2 separate regions of the Bombyx mori genome follow, and region 2 is linked to region 1. Evidence: chromatin contacts called from public Hi-C data. All regions are on one chromosome and are shown on one strand. Each heading gives the region's core, a stretch centred on a gene start, on an enhancer-like site or on the middle of the called end of the contact. The rest is flanking DNA. Distances are from core to core; before and after follow the strand shown. Region 1 overlaps LOC101737461 (protein windpipe). Region 2 holds the start of LOC101737461 (protein windpipe).

Region 1 (2,540 bases), core at 21-2,520:
GAATTTTCAGATGGAGTTATTATGATGTCTCCAGCGTTCGACCTACTCCTGGTGACTAGAACAGGTGTTTTGGGCTTCGGTGTCTCAGTCATCTTTATGCGAACCCTTCCCATGTCTGGCGAATATACTGGCACGTATTCACGCGACGGAGATAAGAAATCTGAATCCGTATTTTGATCTCCGTTTATAAGCGGCTGGGACGTATCAGAGTCATTAGTGCCATTTAATCTTGGGTTTTCATCGTCATTTAACGGTACAAATAAGTCTTCACTCGACAGTGAATTGTTGTCTTTACGTGAATCAGGAGAAGCCGGAGCTGATTCGAATGAAGTTTCCTGTTGCGATGGAGTCTTTGCAAGATTATTATCTTTCGAACTACTCCTATTTTGATTTGTATCTCTAGGACTCTCGGTTTTTGGATCATTATTTTCAGCGTGGTTAATTCCATTGGCAACGTCACCATTTTCGCTTTTCTTTTGGTGCAATTCGTGAGTAGGTACCAATTCATATTTACCATTCACTTTCTTTTCTATGGGATTTTCAATAACAGCCGGTTTACCGAGTAAAGATTTGTTCATGTCTACCATTTCCTTCGAAGCTTTTTCAACGTCTCTCTTTTGTTGGCGTAATAGTCTCCTGTCTCTTCTTTTTCTCATTTGTCCTTTAATTATTGCAAAACCTATCAAACTTACAAGCAACATTACAATGATGGCTATGCAAACATAAGTTCCGGTTTTATGTGGAGTAGGGGTCTCGTCTTTATCAGCTGGTCTCTGTCCAAGAACTTCTGATACCGCAGTTACTCTTATTTGCTCAGATACGGTAGTATCACGGGCTGTAGATGATGTAGTTTTTTCTGTAGAGCTTGACGGTTCGCCTTTGTTATCCCAATCGTCATTCCCTTGAAATATTGCAGGTGGTTTAGGGATGGGATATTCAGTAGTAGATGTATTAAAATCATCTTCGAAAATTCTGCGCACAGGATGCGTGTTTAATTCTTCGTACACAACTGTCGTCGTTTCTTCTTCAAACAAATCGGAACCAAAGTCCAAGGGGATAGCTCCAGAACCTTCTCCGGATCCATCTATTGGATCTTCAGTGGTTTGAATATTATCAGCTGGTAGGATTTCATCGGCAGTGAATAGGTCTGCATGAAATCTAGGATTCATTTTTGGTTCTATCAAAAAGTCAGATAGTGTAGTACTTTCCCCTTCTCCGGAACCCTCTATGTCGTTCAAAGAGGATGACGGTGCAGCTGTTTTAGACTGTCCGACTTTGAGGAATAAAAGGTTATCATCGTCGTCACCAACATCTCCACTCTGTATAACTTTACCATCATCTAAATCACTTTTTGCTACTAGAGGCATTGATTTTAATGCATTCGATTCTTCACCAACTTGTGCAGCATCAATAGCTTGATCCCCCATCATCATATCTAAGAACTGAGGTTCAGTTTTTACTGATTTACAAATATCTTTCGTTTTTAACTCGAGCCAAGACTGGCCTTTTAGTTTGGTCGGTAAAGAACATTTTACATTGTCGATCACTACGTTTGCTATGATTAATCGGTCTCGAAGCAAAATGTTTTCACAAGAACAGTCTAATGGGTTTCCTTCTAATTCCAAATGTTCCAAACTTGTCAAATGCCCAAGATCTGAAGGAACATCTCTTAAAAGATTGTTGGTCAAATCCAATGAGCTAACACTAGCCGGTAAATGCGACATGGCGAGTTCTTTTATCCTGTTGTTTGCTAAGTTTAAGTGCACCAATTTTTTTGCATTATGTAAGAATTTGTTCAAGTTCTGAATACCATTGGTAGACAGATCAAGCGTGACAACTTCGGTAAGCCGATCCAACTCATGATTCAATTTCGTAATGTTGTTGTGGGAAAGATCTAAAATATTAATATTATGGTGCTTTTGGCGGAGGGTGAACTTATAAAGCTCGGCGAGGTTACTGCACGTGGCACGATGTAAGCCATCGCGAGTAGTACTGCAAACGCAGCTTTCGGGACAGACGGTTGCTAAGCTGGGAGCCACTAGTAGTGACACCGCCAGGAAACACGAGAAAACAGGAGTCCACGTCATCATGTCAGCACCTGGAATAAGAAATAATACCAATTAGATAACAGGTTTCAACGAAATTTTTTAAAATAAACCGGTTGGGGTTCTGAATTTATCGCTTCAATTAACTAATTAATGGAAAAGGTCCTTATAATAAGATTATCAACGGTTATGCATTTTCAATTTGGACCGAATCAAAAGGTTGATCTACCGGTTCCGAAACTCGTTTCAAATATATTTTCAGAACAGACGGGTTTTTAATAGTTGCGTGAAAACAGCAAAGATTCTTAGTTGCAGTTCGTAAAATTACCGTTGGTCGAAAGCTCCAGAAAGAATACTGAGCAGTATTTATTATATATAAATTATTTTTCAGCAAACTGAACATTCATAATCGTCAGTTTTTTTTATTGCTTTTTTGGGTGGACGAGCTCATGGCCCACCTGATTTTAAGTGGTTATCGGAGCCCATAGACCTGTA
Region 2 (2,540 bases), core at 28-2,527, 59 kb after region 1:
TTTTAGTGACGTGCAAATTTTATTCAAATACATAAAAACAAATTTATTTGGACTTCAGAATTGAGTAAAGGTGTACGTACGGTAATTTGCAAAAGATTAAACACGTGCACTGAAAGATTCACACAAGATCAAGAAGAAGAAAAAAAGCACTGCTGTAGGTAGTCAACCAAAACGATGTAAACCTTGAAAACAGGTTATCATCACGAACGCTAGAAAAATACTATGAAATCCGACCGGCTGATATATAATTACTTAAATTACAATTTATGTTTAAGACAAAAAAAACCTAATTACACATAAAACTGGTGCCGCGTAAAAATTACGCGTCCTCGTGGATAGGTCGTAACTACCCGTAGTTAATAGAAGAATTAAAAAAAATCGTACTACTTACAGAATACACGTAATAACACGTATTTAAATAACGTATTACCGTGACTCGCTACTAAAATTTGTCAATAAAAAAAATTAAATATACGTACCGAATGATGTAGTGCAAAATGATAGCAAAATCGTTTTTTTTTCTTTCTTTCTTGTCGCTTCGTTCGATCGGGTTTTTATTTAGCTAAAGTTCCGGTTTGTGTCCAGGTACACTCACTGTCGCACTGTCACTTTCCTTCGAGGCACCGCCGACTTTTTATAAAGTTGTCACGCCAAGGTCTGAAAGTTCATAACACGTTGTTTCTCGACGGTGGATCGGCGCGGACTGGCCGGTTTCCCTCGCGTAGCTACCCGGCCACCGGTGTCGGCGACGATACACAGTTCTGTGCGACAACCGAGACTAGATACAGAATAGGGGCGTGCGAAAACAAATCGTGGGTGCCTGTACACAAATACTACTCTAGAATCTAAAATGTCTAACGCAGAAGCTATTAATCAGTATATAAGTCCAAGGTTTCCTAAGGGTGGTCAAGATGATTTAATCATTTAAACTGCATAATGTTTTTATTTTTAATTTTTAATAACAACTTTTCGAATAATACTAACAAAAAAATGTTTTGAAACATTAAAATTTCGAGGTTATAATTAACGTAATTAAATACGAGATTTGAACTAGGTAAATATTTCGTAAAACATTTGAATTTGGACACAAAACAAAATGTCTCTTCATAAAATCAACACAGTGCACAGTGTCGCAGCTGGAATACGCCATTAACACAATTCAAGATCATACGACTATCGTGCCACCACGCTATTCGTAGTAGTGCCTTTTACTGAATTCAGGTTTTTTTAAGAGGTGTGGTTACGTCCGCGTCGTCCGCACGTCAGTTCGTTGCGTTTGATTACGGGCATGTTATTAGACAATATTGACTACATATACCGGCTACATGATCGTGTAATCATCACAATAACTCCTCGTTTCGGGAGGCAAAAAATTTAATTGGTCAATTTCTATTATCTTCATGGTGGTCGTATTTTTGATTTTGTTTAATATTTTATGTGTTATATTTTATTTTATGTTATCGTTCTGTATTAAAAGTGCCTTGCTAATTCGAATACAATTTAAAATATTGTGCAACTTCTAATGTCTCTGTTTACTTAAGTAATCTCCACAATGGCTGAAGCATGTCGATTAAAATATATTAAATACAAAAATTCAGTGATGTATTGAAACAACAATTTAGATTACATTTCATTATAGTATTTACGTAATTAAAAAAAAAATAGGGGAACATATTTACTTGCTATTCTTTTTTTATTTTTTTTGGTTGCTGAACCCCTTGAGGTCCTATGCTTGCTGCAGGATTACCACCAACACCAACACCCATACCCTGTAAAATTGAAAAACCACACAATTTATAAAAATAAAATTTATAGTGATGATTATAGATTCATTTTTTTTATTGCTTAGATGGGTGGACGAGCTCACAGCCCACCTGGTGTTAAGTGGTTACTGGAGCCCATAGACATCTGCAACGTAAATGCGCCACACACCTTGAGACATAAGTTCTAAGGTCTCAATATAGTTACAACTGCTGCCCCACCCTTCAAACCGAAACGCATTACTGCTTCACGGCAGAAATAAACGGGGCGGTGGTACCTACCCGTGCAGACTCACAAGAGGTCCTACCACCAGTAAAAATAATGAATGCTTCGCAAAATAATGAAATACCCATAGACCCAATAAGTTTCTCGTCGGATTGTCTTGGGTCGTGATTCCGCTCCGGTAGTAGATTCAGCGAAGCACTGCTCTTGCCGGGGCCAGTGTTAGTAATTCTCTCAAGTTGAGCCTGTGAGTTCACCTACCAGTCCGGGCGAAGTTGGAACAGCCCCTTAAGCTAGCAAAAAATTATATTAAATAGTATTTTTACATAATACATATTTATAATATTTTTTATGTACAATATAACAAAGTAACAATATAAAACATATATCTGTTCTACATTACTATTAAAATTACATTAAATTATTATTTATAAGATCGGTCCTTGAGAACAAATACAGTGGCAAAGAAAATGAAAAATAATTATCTAAAAATTATATTATCATATTCCCACTTCGAATAGAACACGTCAGGGACAAAAACAGCCCGGAAAGAATGA

Evidence for each region. Hi-C and Micro-C count contacts between places; a contact is called where the count stands out from the background.
Region 2: a contact with region 1 is called in a Hi-C map of posterior silk gland, with 2.0 times the contacts expected there. The contact joins the promoter of LOC101737461 here to the enhancer-like site in region 1. A contact is called at or near these places in 2 of 7 Hi-C or Micro-C datasets (posterior silk gland and whole pupa).

The regions. Positions count from the first base shown.
Region 1 is chr5:6,041,616-6,044,155 of ASM3026992v2, forward strand. LOC101737461 (protein windpipe) reads right to left here. Exons shown (of 4, transcript XM_012695709.4): 4 at 1-2,098. The coding sequence starts at 2,090. Among protein-coding and RNA genes, the nearest start is that of LOC101737747, 14 kb to the left of the region's middle. Within about 2 kb of position 1,271, at least 1 of the 8 cell types and tissues checked has open chromatin away from gene starts, as enhancers often do.
Region 2 is chr5:6,100,568-6,103,107 of ASM3026992v2, forward strand. It overlaps LOC101737461 (protein windpipe), which reads right to left and starts at 1,278. Exons shown (of 4, transcript XM_012695709.4): 1 at 480-1,278.